Regions from separate parts of the Canis lupus genome. Here region 1 is linked to region 2. The links are chromatin contacts, called in public Hi-C maps. All regions are on one chromosome and are shown on one strand. Each heading gives the region's core, a stretch centred on a gene start, on an enhancer-like site or on the middle of the called end of the contact. The rest is flanking DNA. Distances are from core to core; before and after follow the strand shown. Region 1 holds the start of LOC482938 (zinc finger protein 596). Region 2 holds the start of SPCS3 (signal peptidase complex subunit 3).

Region 1 (5,033 bases), core at 837-3,336, 690 kb before region 2:
TTATAAACTTTATAAACTGTTGAACTTCCTTGAGTAAAAGGAAGCAAGAGGAAACTGACAATTCAAATTTTACAGATCAAGAAGATAATTAGTAAAAGTTAAAAGAAGATTAGAAGATTAAGTAATGAAACAACAAAACATTGACAGAAATTGAGAGAAATCATTGACAGAAATCAAAACATTGACAGAAATCAATGAAGTCTCGAAAGAAGAATCAAGAAATTAAAAAGGACACACAAAAAGCTGCTTTCTCAGGCAAGCTCAGTCTTGACAAGTCACTCCTGAGTGTGGAGATGACTTTAGGGGCTCGGAATCAACCTAACACTTTCCTGTACTGCAGCCACACACACAGGGAGGAATTTGCCACGTGGGGAGGGCAGTCCTCTGCTGTTCACCGACAGTGCGGACTCGGACATCCAACACCTACGTGAAAATCAACAGGTGGGTTTTTCTGCCTGTTGTTTCAGAACGCTCTCCTATTGTAGGCGAGCCCACGCATCTGGGGGTGCAGTGAGTGTATGAAGTGGACTGACCTCTGGAAGGGACCCCACGGTCTCTGCTGGGACCTGCTGAGCACAGAGTCGGAACAGACACTTCACTCCTCCTGCCCCCGAGCTGCTCAGACTGCCTTCCATTCGGGGAGCCCTAAGCGCAGACAGCACTCTGACTCCCCCTCCAGGCTCCCTTCCCAGAGTCACAGCACCTCCTGCCTCCTCCTCTTACTGGGGGATGCTTTTGTTCCATGCTTGCTTTAAAACATCTGGATCCTTTCCAGATGTCAAGCTGCCTTGTGGCTCCCTGCGTGTGTCGAGGTGGGCAGGTGAAGCCAGTAGAGGGAACAGCACCATCTTCGCAGAGATGGCTGGGCCTACAGGGGATCCCGTGGCAGGGTTTGCCCTCCACACCCCTACCCCACAAACGACAGAGCGTGTGTCTCATACTCCTGAGCAAGAGCGCTTCTCATTCATGCTTTTTTTTTTTTTAATCACAATCTCAAATATTTTATTCTTCTTTTCCAGAACATCCTATTAAACTATCAAAAACAAAAACAAAACATGAGATTAAGAAGACCTAATTAGTAGGACTGGAGAACATGAAAGAAGGTCAGCAGTGGAACCACCTGAGTAACTTCCTCAGTGATGAACGGATGGGCTCGCTCTCCAGAGTCCCCCCGGGCACTCGAGCTCCCCCTCGGTCACTCGGGGGCGGGGAGGGGAGGGCAAAGGGAACGGAAACACACTGCACTGTCCGCTTAGGGCAGGACGTCAGCAGGGGAGGAAGATGATGATGTGGACTAGCTGCTTACACTAAATTCCCGCTGTTGATTTAAAGAGGAGTGAGTAGCAGCATCTTCACCGAGGCCGCACGGACGAGAGTGGCCCGCTGCTGCTGACAGGAGCACCGAAGGGGGTGTCCAGGACAACAGGCTGCAAAACCCCGGGGACCTCATCGTCGGGATCGGACACAGAGCGTTTTAAAAAAGGGAGTGGGGAGTTGGAAATCAAAAACAAAACTCCAAAAATAAAATAAAATAAATGAATTTGGGGTCCCCCCCCACCCCGGCCCTGCGCATCCCTTTAGTCACTTTTCTTACAGGGCTTCCAGCCCGGGTCACACACACCGTCTTGCTCGGTCCAGGCCCATCCGACCCGCTTCCCTAAACGGATCTCCCCCCGCCCCCCCGCCCAGTGTCCCGGGGTCTCCCTGGTCTCCCCCTGCCCCCCCGAAGATGCCCCTGCCCAGGAAGTGCACACTTTTCGGGGGCTCGTCAGGAACGCGAGCGCAGGCGGGCAGGCACAGCCGGCGGGGCGGGGGGCGGGGGTGTCACCGGGGCTCCCCGAGGAGGGGCGCGGAGGGAGGGGTCCCGGGGCGCGGCCGGCCTGGGAACCAGCTTACCGGAAGCAGACGCGGACCCAGGGCTGGGCGGGGCTCCCCGCGGGCGGGGCGGGCGGAGCTGGGGGGGCTGGAAGGCTCGCGAGGCCCCGCGCTCCGGGCGTGGAGGACGCAACGCTGGGGGCATCCACGTGCGAGCTGCAGCCACAAGCGCTGAGCCTCCAGCGAGGACGCCCTTCCGTCCGGGAAATCTGCTTCCGGGTCGGCCGGAAACGGCGAGCTCGGGTGGGGCGGGGCCTGGGCGGAGAGGGGTGTGCTGCGCGTGCGCGTGCCTTCGCCACGCCCCCCCGGGGCGCTTCCGGTCTGCGCCTACCTACTTCCGCACGCAGAGCCCGGCGCGGCGCTTTAGCGTCCAGGTGGGTGTGCGGGGTGACCTGCGGGTGCGGGGGGCGCGGGGACCTCGGTGCGGAGATGGGGGCGTCGGGATGCCTGCATCCCCCACGTGAAATGCTGGTGCCCTTTTCTGTGGGGCGAGTGTGGACTCCGAACTGGCCTGGGCGGCCCCGGCTGGGGCGGTGAGGACGGACCGCCGAGGCACAACATCTGCGGAAGATGGAGACGTTCACGTGCCTTTGAGAAGGACGTGCCTGACATCGCCAGGTGCCCGAGTTACTAAATTTCACGTTTTTCGCTATCTTTATTCGGGAGCCACCTGAACGAGCGTTTTTAGTTTTGAAAAAAGTCAGATTTTTTTGAATATTTTATTTATTCATTCATGACAGGCACAGACAGAGAGAGAGAGAGAGGCAGGCTCCATGCAAGGAGCCCGACTTGGGACTCGATCCCGGGTCCCCAGGATCACGCCCCCTGGGCCCAAGGTGGTGCTAAACCGCTGAGCCACCCGGGCTGCCCGAAAAAGTCAGATTTTTATTTAATCTTCTGTTTTTGTTTTCTGTTTCCGAATGTTTTGTGTCAAGTGTGGGAGAAGTCTTGGGTTTTCATTCCTTCCGTGTGTGTTCTCTGACAAGAACACTAAAAAGCACTGGATTTTCAAATTTCAGTCGCATCTCGTATACCCTTAATAAATATTAACGGGGAATGTGTGAGTGGAAAAAAAAAATCTCCTTTTCTCTCTCCTTTGTAGATTCTCAAGTTCCTGCTGGAGGAGACTCGGCAAGACTAAATCACAACTATTCATGCAGCAGAATTTTCTCAAAGATGAATCCAAAAGAAGTCGTCTTCTGGTTTTCCAATAACCTAACACAGATTTCTCCGACTTTCACATTTGCTTGTAAATATTGAATGTCGGGACCCATGGAGGTAAATTCTGGAAAGGGAATGTTCTCGTAGGCAGAGAGCACTAAACGCTGTGCGGTTCTTGTGGAGGGAGTGGGGGGGGAGCCTTTCCCACAGGGCCTCTGGGTCTCTCAGCGCAGAGATCACTTAACCTGGGTGATCTCACCTCGCTTGTCTCCGATCTGTGGGGAGCTGGACACACATTAAGGAGGGCTGTATATGATTTGGGGTCAAGGAATCCAGGTACCTGAACCTCTCGCCTCTCTCTTTAGGTAGAAGTCAAGTGATACAGTCCTGCCAGTGTAAACCATCCAGCCTCCAACCCACCTTCTCCATCAAATCTTAAGCGTTTGCACATAGCATGCTTAGGGGGCTGAAAGTCGACTGATGTGATAATGGAGTGCATGGAGGATGTGTATTGTTTGGAAGTTCTCTACGAAAAAACGAGCTCGTAAGATAAGATGGCGTCTTAGTAGACTAAGGTCTGCCCACATCTCTAAACCATGTTTGCCTGGCTGAGAATTAGGTCCAATGAAAGCTGAAGAGTGAAAAGAAAGTGTGTATTGGAGTATAATTTTTTTTAATATTTATTTATTCATGGAAGACAGAGAGAGAGAGGCAGACACAGGTAGAGGGAGATGCAGGCTCCATGCAGGGAGCTGGATGTGGGACTCGATCCTGGGTCTCCAGGATCACGCCCTGGGCCGAAGGCAGGAACTAAACTGCTGAGCCACCCAGGGATCCCTAATTATTTCTATCTATGTTTTTGTTATTATTACAATGAAAAGGTATTTTCCAGTCATTCCATAGGAAAATGCCTTAACTGAAGAACGAGTTGCTTTTTCAGGAACTGATGCAGCCAAAAATAATCATTGACTATAGGATGGCATTTGGAATAGGGTCACTCTGATGGCCTGATGGGTAGACGGCCCCTCTAGAGTGGAATGCATGTGTGTAAGAGAACCTGTGTCTCCATCATCCCTGGGATGATGCCCTCCCACCTTGGGGGGCGGGGGGGTCTCTGGTTCCTGTACATGTGACTATTGAGGGCCCTGAATATCCTGACATCTGAAGGAGCCTCCAGTTGAGAGCAGATTTGTGCTGTGAGCCAAACCTGGGAGCTATTGGGGAATGAAGCAGTTTCTCTCTTGGGTTTAGGAGGGTGGAATGAAGGAGCTTGAGCTTGGAGATTCTGATTCCCCTTCCTGGGGAGTTGACCACACGAGGGGGTAGAAAGTGTGAAGTTTGTAATTATGGTGTCCCCTGGTGTTGAGACTTTTTCTTAGCCTTTTGTCCTGAAATTCTGCTGAGATCTTTGGAATGCTCAAACATCATTTATCTCATTTTTTTCATGGTAAAAATAAGTTCCTGTGTGGATATATATATTAATACTCTAAACATGCATGTTGAAAGTGAAGAAAGCACAACCCAGAGGCACACAGACCATGTGTTTGTGATGAAAATGCACTCTCCAGCCATGTTCCAGGCCAGTCCTTCCAAATGGTCTTCCTGAGATCTGACAATGAATGGTGGAGCTCCGGGTTCATGACAGCTCCCTCATTCCAGCCTCCTAGGAGCCAGCCCCTCATCCTCATAGACTCTGAAGTCCTTATGTCTTAAAGCTTTCTGAGGAGCGCTGGGCTCTAAGCTGATGTAGATAATTGTGAGGAAGCTTCTGACTGCATGTTCACCCTCTCCAGCCTTTTCAGGAGGACAAGAGCAGTTCCTACATCCATGAATATATTTGGAAAAGTGTAGTGATTCTGGAGGGCCAAGGATGCCCTCTCTGGGCCATCCTGGCCAGCACAATGTGTTCCTGGTCCCTTGGGATGCCCCTGACAGCACGTGTACCAGCAGGGACAGTAAGTGTATATGTCAGAGGGGAGCCCTCAGTAATCATCTTT
Region 2 (4,671 bases), core at 765-3,264:
GTGATGGTGGCGCTCACCTTGGGCTGCTTCATCACCACCACCTTCAAAGACCGGATGGCAGCCAAAGGCCAATGGTGCAAGCAGGTACTTCTAAGGATAGACGTCTCCGGCCTGTTTTATTAACCCTTCTACACAGTTCCCATAACTATGTCCCCCCCCCCTTTTATTTCCGTTCCAGATGCAGCTGGCTTTGCTTGCCTGTGGGTATTTAGAAGCTTTTCGATAATAAAGATTACTCAAATGAGTTTTAAAGAATGTAATAAACCTCACCAGGCATGGTCTGAATTTTTGGATCTTACATATTCTAGAACTTCAGTGGCCTGAATATATTGTAACAGGGTAATTCCCCAAAGCCAACCTTGAGGTTGTTTAGCTGGGACTAGCATGCCGGGGAGGTACGTGGGTTCTCCAGTGACCAGATGTTCACCAGGCTACGTGAGAGATACCGTTTCAACAGAGCATTTCTGAGTGAATCGGAGGAGGCCAGAAAGAAAATAAAGTTGATTAGGTTCTTCAACTGAGAAAATGCCGAAGGATCCGGATGCCCCGGGGGGCTCAGGGCAGGATCCTGGGGTGCAGGGATGGAGTCCCACATCCGGTTCCCTGTGTGGGGCCTGCTTCTCCCTCTGCTTATGTCTCTGCCTCTCTCTGTGTGTCTCATAAATAAATAAAATCTTTAATAAAAAAAATGCTGAAGGCTTTCTAGCAGCCTCTCACTTTCCTAAGAGCTTAGAGTCTAGGCGATGTGAGCAAGAAGTTGGGTATTAACTGCCTAAACTATTCAAAGAATCCCAGTAAATTCGGAGATCTTTGTCTAGGGAACATGGCAGGGCTTCTTCATCTTCTTTTTCCTTGGGAGGGTGAGGTATATAGATCTCAGAAACCAATGGTTTTGGTGTAATTTCTGATACCCCCTCAAGGGTGCTCAATAAACTAGTCTGGTGTGTCATGAGGGGCATGCACCAGTCACCAAGGGAGCTAACTTGTCATGCAGGCAAATAGTCAAGTGCACACAGGTGGACCAAAGACAGTGGACGGAATGGCCAGATTCAAAAAGCGGCTCTGAGACAAGAGGGCCTGGGGATGAAGAACCTGAATGCAAAGCTCAGATGCAGGGCCATTTTGTCTGGTTGGCTCACTAATTTAAATTTTTTATATAGGGACGCCTGGGTGGCTCAGTGGTTGGGCCCCTGCCTTTTCCTCAGGTTGTGATCCTGGATTCCCGGGATCGAGTCCCCTGTCAGGCTCCCTGCATGGAGCCTGCTTCTCCCTCTGCCTGTGTCTCTGCCTCTCTCTCTCTGTGTCTGTGTCTTTCATGAATAAATAAATAAATCTTTTAAAAATAAATAAATAAAATGCTTATATATTGTGCTGTACAGCAAGTCCACCAGTCGTTATCTCCTTTGATGCTAAGGACCCAGTGAAGTCCTTCTTCTAGTTATGGGAGATACCACTTTGCAGTTTAATATCGCATTTAAAATGCAAATATTTTAAACCGGGAGCATCCGTTTTAAAACAGGTTTAGCTGCAGTCGGAAGGCAAAGCATCACTAGGAACCGGACTAGGGCTGGACGCGGAGAGAGCAAAGGCAGCCTGCATTTGGTGGACCTGGGAGGCCCCTTCTCCCTGTCCCCCACCCTGCAAACAACTGTTGTAACTTTGGTCGCATTTGCCAAAGGGGGGTGGGAGGTGGGAAGAGTCTTGTGAAGTGCAGCTTCCAAACGTGCGAGGGAGCTGGCCCGGCCGCAGGCTGTCAGGGCAGATCGACGCCCCGCAGGTGAGGCGCGGCCGCCGGGGCGGGCGGGGGAGCCCGGGGCCGCGAGGCGGGAACCAGGGGAACCAGGGCAGGGGGCGGGGCTCCCAGGGGGCGTGGCCTCCGCGGAGAAGCCCCGCCCCCGCTCGCCGCTGATTGGCGGCGGCGGCCGGCCGCGAGGTGGGTGTGTCCGGGCGGCGGGTGCGCGCGCGCTCGCCCGCGTCGCCGGACCGGAAGGGGGCGGGGCCGCGGCGGCGCGCGCTCCCGGGACCGCGGGGCGCAGGCGGCAGGAGCGCGGGGAGCGCGGGGAGCGCAGGGGCGCGGGGAGCCGGGCCGCGGCCGAGCGGGGTCCCGGTGTGCGTGCGCGGCGGGCGGGCGGGCGGGCGGCGCGGGCCACTGGCGCCATGAACACGGTGCTGTCGCGGGCGAACTCGCTGTTCGCCTTCTCGCTGAGCGTGATGGCGGCGCTCACGTTCGGCTGCTTCATCACCACCGCCTTCAAGGACCGGAGCGTCCCGGTGCGGCTGCACGTCTCGCGGATCATGCTGTGAGCGCGGCGGGCCGGGGGGGCGGGGGCCGGGGAGCCGGGGAGCCGGGAGGCCGGGCCGCGGGGGAGCGGGGAGCGCGGGGGAGCGGGGCCGGGGCTGGGCGCGGGGCTGGGCGCGGGGCTGGGCGCGGGGCGCGGGGCGCGGGGCTGGGCGCGGGGCGGTCCTCGGCGCGGCTCCCCGCCGCCCCCGCCCGCCGAGTTCCCGGGCTTGCTCTTAAATTTTAATTCTGAGTAAGTCAGGCCGGTGCCTCCGCTTCCTTCCTGTGCCTCACTTCCCCCGCCCGCGCGCGGCCAATGAGGGAGCAACACAACAGCCGAGCCGCCGCCGCCGCCGCCGCCGCCCTTCCTCCCCCGCCGGGCCCGGGCCGCCTCCCGCCCTCCCGCCGCCCTCCCGAGCCCGCCTCCTTCCCGCCGGGGCCGCCCTCCCTCCGTCCCTCCCTCCCTCCCTCCGTCCGTCCGTCGGTCCGTCCCGGGGCCCTGCCGCCGTCCCCCCCCCGCGGTCCCCCCGCGGTCCCGTCCTTCCCGGGGGGCGCCTGCCTTCCGCGGCCCAGGTTGGGGCCCGGGGGGAGCCGGGAGCGGGAGCCTGGGGGGCCTCGCACTGCCCCCGCCGCCGCCGCCGCGCACCTGCCGAAATGCCGGAGCCGGGACCTCAGAAGGACGCGGCCCTGCGGTGGATGCCCCGGCCTTTCGCCCCCGATAGTTGCCCTCTGGCACTTTATTCTTCCATATGTGCCGCCCCCCCCCCCCCCGCCTCACATCCCCACGTCCTCACTGTCCATCCTCACGTCCCCACTGTGCATCCTCACGTCCTCACTGTCCATCCTCACCTCCCCACACCCTCACGTCCCCACTGTCCATCCTCATGTCCCCACTGTCTATCCTCACGCCCCCACTGTGCATCCTCACGTCCCCACTGTGCATCCTCACCTCCTCACACCCTCATGTCCCCACTGTCCATCCTCACATCCCCAGTGTCCATCCTCACGTCCCCACTGTGCACCCTCACCTCCCCACACCCTCACGTCCTCACTGTCCATCCTCACCTCCCCACTGTCCATCCTCACCTCCCTACTGTGCATCCTCACGTCTCCACTGTGCATCCTCATGTCCCCACTGTCCATCCTCACCTCCTCACACCCTCATGTCCCCACTGTCCATCCTCACATCCCCAGTGTCCATCCTCACGTCCCCACTGTGCACCCTCACCTCCCCACACCCTCACGTCCTCACTGTCCATCCTCACCTCCCCACTGTCCATCCTCACCTCCCTACTGTGCATCCTCACGTCTCCACTGTGCATCCTCATGTCCCCACTGTCCATCCTCACATCCCCACTGTCCATCCTCACCTCCCCACACCCTCACGTCCCCACATCCTCGCTGTCCATCTTGCACCGAGTTCCCGCTCGCGCTTCCACCTTAGTTGCCTTCACTACTTTGCCCGACGGGCCGGTCCTCTGACACTGAGGTCTCCCCCCTCCCTCCCCCCTTTATTCCCTCTTGCTGCTTGTTAGGTGGTACTGTTTTCTTTCTTTTTCTTTTTCTTTTTTTTTTTTTTAAGACTTAAATAGACTCAGGAACTGTTAGCTGTTGTTAATCTAGAGCAAGTTTCTTATCGCCCTGGGCCTGAATTTCCTTTTGTCTGACATACAAATAACACCCGGGGCACATAGGCTTGCGGTGGCAACTATTTGGATAATGATGAAAAATACATTGCTGGGCCTGACCCGACACCCACGGTGAGGACTCCATGAACAGCGGTGGTCATCATCCGCTCGGACCACCCTCCCCACAGCCAGTGTTCACCCCCCCCCCCCGCCCCCCCACGTTCTTGCTAGGGATTCTCTTTTGAGGTAGGTGCATATAGCCAAAGGCCTAATTTTATATCGGATTACAAATTTTATCCTCAACATTTTCCGGATTTCTACTTGTTTCGTCGTGGGATTCCCGTTCCACCTGTGTATCCACCTAGATCCGGTCTTGAAGGAATCCTGTGAATTGTGTGTGCTGCTATGGTTGAGGGTCCTAAAACTTTTATCTCTGTTTTTAGAAAAAATGTAGAAGACTTCACTGGACCTAGAGAAAGAAGCGATCTGGGATTCATCACGTTTGATATAACAGCTGATATCCTTTAAGGAAATATTTTATTGCTTTCTCTGTAGTCCTATAATTATAATACACATTGTTGGGTGATTTGGGGCCAAGCCAGTGAGTCCCACTATCCCCTGAATCAGCCCAACTTTAGAAGTTTCCGTACCTGCCTTTCCATTAGTCTTAATACCTCCTCCTTCACACCTTGAGAAAATTTACCTATGGATTCTCCAGTTCTTATTTTGTAAACTGACTTTTTTTTTTTTTTTTTTTTTTTTTTT

Evidence for each region. A called contact is a pair of places that touch in the nucleus more often than the background predicts.
Region 1: a contact with region 2 is called in a Hi-C map of blood, with 2.4 times the contacts expected there. The contact joins the promoter of LOC482938 here to the promoter of SPCS3 in region 2. A contact is called at or near these places in 2 of 9 Hi-C or Micro-C datasets (both in blood).

What each region holds. Positions count from the first base shown.
Region 1 is chr16:54,992,897-54,997,929 of UU_Cfam_GSD_1.0, reverse strand. LOC482938 (zinc finger protein 596) reads right to left here and starts at 2,086. Exons shown (of 8, transcript XM_038560521.1): 1 at 1,897-2,086. It also overlaps the pseudogene LOC119877108.
Region 2 is chr16:54,308,046-54,312,716 of UU_Cfam_GSD_1.0, reverse strand. It overlaps SPCS3 (signal peptidase complex subunit 3), which reads left to right and starts at 2,014. Exons shown (of 5, transcript XM_038560497.1): 1 at 2,014-2,300; 2 at 4,350-4,423. The coding sequence starts at 2,158.